Linked DNA regions of Mus musculus: region 1 is linked to region 2. The links are chromatin contacts, called in public Micro-C maps. All regions are on one chromosome and are shown on one strand. The core of a region is the stretch at or near the end of the contact, and the rest is flanking DNA. Distances in the headings are between cores, read along the strand shown. Region 1 holds the start of Ggn (gametogenetin). Region 2 overlaps Ryr1 (ryanodine receptor 1, skeletal muscle).

The links. A called contact is a pair of places that touch in the nucleus more often than the background predicts.
Region 1: a Micro-C map of muscle stem cells shows a contact between it and region 2, with 1.9 times the contacts expected there. The contact joins the promoter of Ggn here to the enhancer-like site in region 2. A contact is called at or near these places in 16 of 39 promoter capture datasets (the 3T3-L1 cell line, 3T3-L1-derived adipocytes, the C10 cell line and 9 more), 18 of 484 Hi-C or Micro-C datasets (B cells, the G1E-ER4 cell line, bone marrow-derived macrophages and 8 more), 19 of 115 datasets of contacts at active chromatin or transcription factors (the 230-238 cell line, the HPC-7 cell line, astrocytes and 9 more) and 2 of 9 other capture datasets (adipose tissue and pancreatic islet).

The regions. Positions count from the first base shown.
Region 1 is chr7:29,168,655-29,173,046 of GRCm38.p6, forward strand. Ggn (gametogenetin) reads left to right here and starts at 1,556. Exons shown (of 3, transcript NM_001358852.1): 1 at 1,556-1,787; 2 at 2,524-4,392. The coding sequence starts at 2,543. It also overlaps a transcript of Spred3 not described here.
Region 2 is chr7:29,059,624-29,063,624 of GRCm38.p6, forward strand. Ryr1 (ryanodine receptor 1, skeletal muscle) reads right to left here. Exons shown (of 106, transcript NM_009109.2): 64 at 2,520-2,601; 65 at 1,885-2,015; 66 at 179-511; 67 at 1-86. Among named protein-coding and RNA genes, the nearest start is that of Gm26604, 10 kb to the right of the region's middle. Within about 2 kb of position 2,063, at least 43 of the 459 cell types and tissues checked have an H3K27ac peak or open chromatin away from gene starts, as enhancers often do. A contact at or near this core is called in cerebral cortex and muscle stem cells, where this site is marked.

The DNA of each region.
Region 1 (4,392 bases), core at 306-2,805, 110 kb after region 2:
TCACAAAAATCAAGGCTGCTCCGGTTGGTCTCAGTTGAGGGAAGCCAAGAGAGATGGGAGGGGAGATAATGATCCAGCCCCTCACCCCCCCGCCCCCCGCCATCCTTCAGAAACATTTTACCCCGCCCCCAGTTTAGGGGATGTAGCCCTCCGCCCAGCAATCAGGATTACCATTCAGCCCCACTGTCCCAGGCTCATGGAGCATGAAGTCCCAACCTTATGAGCCCAGGCAACGAGTTCTAGCCCCCTCCCCCACCTGCAGGATGTCGGGTTTCCCCAGCCGTTCAGGAGGGGAAGGGGCGGCCACAGCGCCCCCAGCCCCCTTTTCTCAATGGGATGGGATTTTGTGAATGAGCAGTCACGTGACACTGCTTCCTTTGTCCGCCCGCCTCCCCCAACAACAGGTGAAGCGGGGAAAGAGGGCTGGGGTCCCCCCCAAAGGCCTAGCTGAGATAGGGCACTGAGATCTTGGGGTGTCCTATGCTCCCACACATCTATTTTCCCGGGGAGAGTAGTCATCAGAGTTCCTCAATGGCGAGGGTCCACGACAGAATTTTGTGAATGGGGCATCCTCGGAAGAAGTCCAGGACCCCCAAATGGAGATTGGCACCCCAAATGGCTACCGCGTAGTTTGGTGCCCCCACCCCTCTTGTTCTCCCAGCTTGTGTCCGCAGGGTGCAAGGGTGGGCAGAGGATTACAGATGCGATCCAGGCTGCCCCCTCACCCTGGCAGGCAGTCTCGTCAGCCCCCCGCCCCCTCGCCACTCTGGGCACCTGCCTGGGAGGCTCCGGCCGGGCTCCGAGCGGCGGCGACGCGGCCTCCTCCTCCTCCTCCTCCTCCTCCTCCTCTTCTCTCCCGCTCCCTCACTGGCTCCGGCGGCGCTGGAGACGGGCACCGGGAGCCGGGGCGAGGGGGGAGGGAGGGGGAACCTGGAAGATGTGTGTGGGGGAGGGGGCGGCTTGGGGGAGGGGTAGAAGCAAGGCAGGCGTACATGCCCGCTGGGTCCTAGAGCCCGGCTAGGGCTACAACGAACATCTATAGCCCCCATTTTCTCGGGACCCAGAAGGGAATCCCCACTTTTCCACTTATCTGAACGGTTGGTCCCTGATGATATGAGAAGGGAACAGAAATAGACCCTGGTCCCAAGGTTCTAGAGAGAAGGTGGTCCACGGTCAGGGCTCTGAATGGGAGGGGCGGGATGCCTGGCAGGGTTCGAAAAGGGGAGGGGCCTGGGAGCCTGAGTAAGGAAGGAGGTTTGGACGCTGAAGGAACTGAGAGGGTGCGTCACGGAAGGGGCGGGCGGGTGGACCTTCTGAGCCATCCCAGGAAAGACAGGGTCTTAGAAAGAGATGCTGCCTGGACTTAGCAAGGCGGAGCTTGGACATAAATTTCCTTAGTGACAGGTCAAATAAGAGGCTCAAAAGGAGGAGCTATGTAGCAAGTGTTTGCCATGGGTGGGGGTCCGGGGAGGGGCTTAAGAGAGAGGGGTGTGGCATTATAAAGGGGTGGGGCTTAATGAGAAGGGGCCTGCCTACCCACTATGAAGAGTTTTCTGTATTTTTCTAAGGGTGATCCAGGTTTGAAGGGCTGCACTCAAGCTGGCTTGCAGGGGGCAGGGCCTCGAGCTCGGGGCGGGGCCTAGATCTCGGGGGTCGTCCTCGCTGTCTCGCCCACTTGCCTTCACCCGCACACCCGTTCTTTTCGGTTATTTTCTGCTACGGCCGTTCCCCGCCCTGCCTTGGGCCCACGGGGCAGTGATCTGATCTTTGGTCGGCTGGAGGAGTCGGTGAGTTGGGTCCACTTAAGAGGCGGAGCTGGGCGGAGCTTTAGGAAAGGGGTGGAGCCTAAGTTAAGATCTGTCACAAACGCCAAGCGGGAAAAGTTTAAGAGGCTTGAGGATTTGTTGCTGGCTAGGAAGAGGGAGGGATCCAAATGATCGACACAGAGAGACGGTGGGTGATCGGAGGGTTAGGACTGAAGGACTAGGGAACTAATTAGATCACAGTCCCAGGTATTTGTTAGGCAGAGACGGACCTGATCCGGGGCGGTGAGGGGCGAGGATATGGCCGGATTCTTGACAATCAGGAGCGACTAGAGAATGGGGCGGGGCCTGGTTAGACTAGTGTTGAAAGAGAAGCGTGAATTCATTGTTGGCTATTGGGCATAACCATCATTACCCATGTGGTTTGAAACTTTCAACAGAGAGGCTGGCGAGACTGACTCCTGGAGCCTGGAGATCCCGGGAGTGGCAAAAGTGTTAGGGATGTGATCCAAGGGATCAGGGTTGGCGCCTTTGTACACTAAGAAGTTAGGTTCGAAGAGTAAGAACTGCAGCCTTGAGACCATGGGGAAGGGGGCGTGACCATGGCGAATCGGAGAACTGAAGACTTAAGAGCCGGGGGCTGAGATAATATTGGAGGACAGGGCAGACCAATGCAGACAGGGGCAGTCCAAGAACAGCCTGAGCCGTGGAGTCCCCGCAGAACCCGCCGACTGACTGGTGAAAGTTTTTTTAACCACAGTCCCCGACCTTCTTCAAAAATGGGGAACGTGCAGTCGGAGCCGTCCGCGGGCGGGGGTTCCCGAAAAGAGCAGGCCTCAGACCGCGCCTCCGACTCCCGCAGGACGCCTCTAGTGGAGCCCGAGGTGACCCCCTCATCCCCTGCCATGCGCCTGGCTCGAGGGCTGGGCGTCTGGTTCCCTGGCAGTTCCGGGCCCCCGGGACTCCTGATACCCCCGGAGCCCCAGGCCTCATCCTCGCCCCTGCCCCTGACCTTAGAACTGCCCTCGCCAGTGACACCCCCTCCAGAGGAGGCGGCTGCGGTCTCCACACCACCCCCGCCCCCCGTGGGGACCCTGCTGCCTGCGCCATCTAAGTGGCGAAAACCCACGGGCACTTCAGTGCCTCGGATCCGCGGTCTTCTGGAGGCGAGCCATCGTGGTCAGGGTGACCCTCCAAGCCTCCGCCCGCTGCCACCGCTGCCCCGGCAACTGACCGAAAAAGACCCGGTCCTGAGGGCCCCAGCCCCACCTCCGACGCCCCTGGAACCTCGGAAACAACTACCGCCAGCACCATCAACTTGCGATCCGCAGCCCCTGAGCCGCAGAATCACTCTGGCCTCGTCGGCCACAAGCCCCACAGAAAGTCAGGTCAGACACAGCAGCGAGGGTCAGGCGGCCGGGGGAGCCCACGGAGGGGTACCTCCCCAAGCTGGAGAGGGCGAAATGGCTCGGTCTGCTACTTCCGAGTCTGGCCTGAGTCTGCTGTGTAAAGTCACCTTCAAGTCGGGGCCCCATTTGTCCCCCACATCGGCCTCGGGTCCCTTAGCAGCCAAAGCCTCACCCGGGGCCGGTGGTGGCGGACTGTTTGCCTCTTCTGGGGCCATCTCCTATGCTGAGGTCCTGAAGCAAGGGCCCCAACCTCCTGGAGCCACTCGTCCCTTGGGAGAGGTCCCTCCTGGAGCCACTCGTCCCTTGGGAGAGGTCCCTCGTGCAGCTCAGGAAACCGAGGGTGGTGACGGAGATGGCGAAGGGTGTTCTGGTCCCCCTTCGGTGCCTGCTCCCCTTGCCCGGGCTCTACCGCCGCCCCCTTACACCACCTTCCCAGGTTCAAAGCCCAAATTCGACTGGGTGAGCCCTCCTGATGGCACTGAACGGCATTTCCGATTCAATGGGGCTGTCGGGGGAATCGGGGCACCCCGACGGCGCACGACCACGCTCTCAGGGCCTTGGGGATCCCCTCCACCCAGGTCAGGTCAGACACATCCATCTTCAGGGCCTCGGAGGCCCACACCTGCCTTGTTGGCACCACCCATGTTCATCTTCCCAGCGCCAAACAATGGCGAGCCTGTTCGCCCAGTGCCTCCAAGTCCACAGCAGATACCTCCTCTGCCGCCACCACCACCCACGCCACCAGCCACGCCACCACCGGCGCCACCACCCACACCACAGCCACCAGCGCTCCCAAGGACGCCGATACTGGTGGCCCGTCCGCCGACCCCAGGCCCTGGCCACTTAGAGTCAGCCTTGGCTCCCACCCCTCCCTCCACTTTATCCCCAACTGCAGCTGCCGACCAGGTCCCAGCTGCAACTCCAGCCACAGTCACATCCCAAGTTCCAGCAACCGCCACCGCTGAGCTGTCACCGCCAATGCCCCAACCCAAGACTCGTACACGCAGGAACAAAGGTCCCCGAGCGGCCCGGGGTGTTATCCGTGAAGAAGGGACTTCTGGAGATGGCCCTCGAGAACCGAATACGGCTCCGGTGACTGACAGCAGCAGTGGAGGGGGTGGCGGTGGTAGCAACGGAACCTCCACAGCTGGGGCCTCTAACAAGGGAACAGCAAGGCACTGGCCGCCTTTCGAGGTGCTTAATTCCTGTCCCTGCAAGTG
Region 2 (4,001 bases), core at 813-3,312:
CCGCTTACGCAATCGCCCGATGGTAGGGATGAAGTGGGAGCGTAGGAGCTCCGGCCTGGCACGGCTCACAATGGGCTGGGCAAACACTGCAGGAGAGTGGGTGTTACTCACACATGACCTCTGACATCCAGGGACCCCAGCACCCTGCTCCCCAGGGGACACTGTCCTGCAGACCCACCGGCCAGCCGCTTCATCCACGAGGCCTCATCGATGCCCAGGTTGTTCACAATGATTCGGAGGATGTTCCCCAGGAGGGAATTGAGGTGGTCGGAGGTGACCGCTGTACAGGGTGGCGGGGCGCCCGCAGGCAGGGCTGGTGGGGGCGCCTCAGGCCCTCGCTCCCACCAGCGGGGCAGGTAGCTGCACAGCATAGGCAACGTAATCTCGATGACATGCGGCATCTCTGTGTAGCGTGCTCCGGACTCGGCCAGCCCCCCGATTTCTGCCATGAGCCTTTCTAGCACTGGGATGTCAGGACACATCTCCTCCACGCTGTTGGGAAGCCCCAGGACTGGGGTGCAGGGATAGGTCAGGGTATGCCAACTGTCAATCCAATACCTTCCCTACAACCCGCCTGACACCTAAACCACCTTATACCTGAAAGAGTCTCCAAGAGCCCATCCTGCCTATCTCAGCCTCCAACCCAGGTGCCTTCCACAGCTTCCCACTGAAACTGTGACCCCCCAAGAACTTTACACCTCAACATCATTAATCCCTAAAGCCAAATACAAGATTTGTCCCCAACCTCTAAATATACCCCTGGCATGGAACTTGATCTCACTATGGAGAAGAGGCTGGCCTCGAACTCACTATGTAGACTAGGCTGGTCTTGAACTCACAGAGATCCACCAGCCTCTGCTTCCAGAGTGCTGGGAGTAAGGGCGTGTGACTCCATGCCTGGAACGATGTGGGACTTCCACACTGAACTTCTGAAGCAAGAACCTCAACTTTTTATTCTGATGGGGTCTCGCGCAAGCCTTGAGCCCTAAACACCTTCACTCCTAAAATCACCCTAACTCTATGTCTGCTACGTGGCAAGTTGCAAAAAAAGTGCTTTCCAACCCTGGTGGGCCCCATGCTAGACCCTCCCACCTCAGCCCTCAGAGCAGGAAGAGGAGAGGCCTGGGCTGTCTCCACCATCTGGAGCCCCCCAGTTTCAGGTCTCAGCTCCAGACTCCAATTTTGTTTCTGGAAACCCACAGTCCATCACCCACTGTTCCCTTCCATGGGCTGGAAGTAGGATTTTTTTTTCTTTTTCTTTTTGAAGGTGGGGGGTGGGGAGGAGGAGACTGAGCCTCATGTAGTCCAGGCTGGCCTCAAACTTTCTAAGGAGTGAAGATGGCCCCGGAGAAGGCCTTCCAGTTCTTATATTCCAGATTTCGGGGTACAAGCTCATGCTACCACACTCGGCTGGGTTTGGGGAGCACAGCATGACTCTCCTGATTGGATATTTTCTGAGCCCCACTCCTGGCTCTAACCCCAGGGTTGAGAAGACAGGATGCCTGCCTGTGGCTTGTGTGGCCACCACCTCTGACTCTTGCCCCTAAGTGGCACTCCGCAGACATTGTGAATGAAAAATATCCACGATAAGCTCGGGTCATTCAAACCTCTAGGACACCACAAGGTACCTGCCTCCCTAAACTTCGCATTACCAAATCCATAGTCAGCCTCACAGCTCCAAACTTCATCTCTGTCCCCCTAACCCTCCCAGAGGAGTAGCTTTGGATGGCCCCTTACAGCACAGCCCAGATCCCTCAAGGTCTGGCTGTTGTGGAACACTAGTATCCCAGAGACTTCTCAGCCCCATCACAGCTCAGATTTAGGGAGCACTTCACCCCGAGCTCTCCTGTGCCCCTGACAGCTGCCCCAGCCCACGCGACTCACTGGCCCGCTCTCGAGGAGACTTGGTGGTGTAGACAGAGCAGGCGTTGTATTCATTCAGCTCAGGCTCCAGGAATGCCACTGGCATGGCTGCGGCCAGGCGGGCCAGGCATTCCCCCAGGGCTGGCCGCAGTCTGGAAGGAGAGCTGCAGTTAGTTTCCATGCGCCCCTCCGCTGAGTTTTGAGCCCCAGCCCATTCTGCACAGGAGCGTCCCTAGTGGTCCGTTCTGGAGCAGATTTGCAGGCGCCGCTCTCGTGTGCACCCTTCTCTGCGTGCCTGGCAAAAAGACTTGTACGCAGACTGAAATGTTCCTCTCTAGCGATCTCCAGCATGCTGCTGCCCCGTTTCTGCACGTCTCCTGCCCGGTCAAGCTTGCTCCCAGAGAAGTCACTCAAGCCTCCTTATGTGTCTGGTTCCCACTCTCCCAGATCCCACAGCCTGTTTCTATCCCTGGCCTTTCCACTAGCGCCCTCTTTTGGCTTCTGGCGTGAACTTCAGTTACCCTAGTTTAGTTGCAAGTTCAAGATTTTAATATGTCCAGCTTTGCACCCCCTCCCCACTTCACATGCCCCCTCCTTTCATCCCAATAGTCTCTAAGTGTCTATATAAACCCAATAATCTGTCCCATTTTTCTCACTTTTCCACATAGGGGTTCCTGGTGGTTCCCAGAGAGTAGATACTGCAGAGCGTTCGGTAGCAAGACACTTGTACGTCATCCACTGGAGAGGAGAGAGTGAGGGTCTGGGTTGTGCCCAACTCATGTCACCTTCTCTGTCACCAATATTTATGCTTTGTAACTCAGCCAAGACCAGCTCTCTTCTGGCCTCAGGTTCCCTATCTGTAAAGTGGGATTATTGTAGTACCTTCAGCACAAGGTAGGTTGAGGATCAAATTAATTGTTGCTGTTGCTTTAATTTGTGATGTTGGGGGTGGAACATGGACCCTCACACATGCTAGGCAAGTGTTCTACCACTGGACCACACCCAATTCTTAAATAAATTAATGCCCAAAAATTAATTAGAAAAGAGGACATAGGCTGGGCAGTGGTGGCCCACACTTTTAATCCCAGCATGTGCTGGGGTGCCGAGTGCAGGGAGTGGGGGTAGAGGTTGGCGGATTTCTGAGTTAGAAGTCAGCCTGGTCTACAGAGTGAGTTCTGGGACAGCAAGGGCTACACAGAAAGACCCTGCTTCAAAGAAACCAAAAACCAAAAACAAACAAACAAATAAAAACAAAAAAGAAAGAAGGAGGACATGGGAGGGGCTTACTATAAGCGGGAGGGACTTATTTTGCCTCAGATATCTTTGATGAACATGATAACACTTCTTCGAGAACCTAGCACACACGTGTGTATGGTTTCAGGCAGCATAAACCCCTCCCTCAGAGCCAAGGTTAAGATCCTCACTGACTGTACAAATCCATCAGGACAACAGGGGGCAGGGAGGTTCAAGATTTAGACAAAAAAACTATAAAGAGAAAACAAAATACAACGGGAGTGATGTCACAGCATCTATATTTTTCCATGTGTGCATGTTTGTGTGATACATGTATGTGTTCCAGTGTGTGTGCATGTGAAGGTCAGAGGTCAAAAGTAATCAGTCGCTTGATTCCTTCCTTCTTTTCTTCCATCTGAATTGCTTTTTTAGGGGTACGGGGTGGGTTCAAGACAGGTTTCTCTGTGCAGCCCTGGCTGCCCTGGAACTAGCTCTGTAGACCAGACATGCACCACCGCTGCCCGGCCTGAACTGCTTCTTTCAGGCAGTCCAGCTCAGCGAGAATTTCTGACTAACAAGGCCACTTCTAGATTGTTCCTTATAGGAGCTGCAGCAACTGCTCATCTCTTTCAGCCTCCTCCGCTGCCTGGGAGGAGGATGCCTGTGGTGAGACGTGTGAGGGAAAGACACCGTTTCAGAGAAGGCAAGCAGAGCCCAGAGACAGAGGGGAGGTTCTGACCTTACGACTTTTCTCATCTGCTTTGGACAGTGCAACATTCAAGAGAGAGAAACTTCTAGCTTGTTTGCGTTACAGTGATTTAAAGTCACTGGATCTCTGGCACAAGTAGCTAAATCTACTTTGTGTAGCACCTTCATTGGGCATACTAGGCAGGGGTTCTACCACT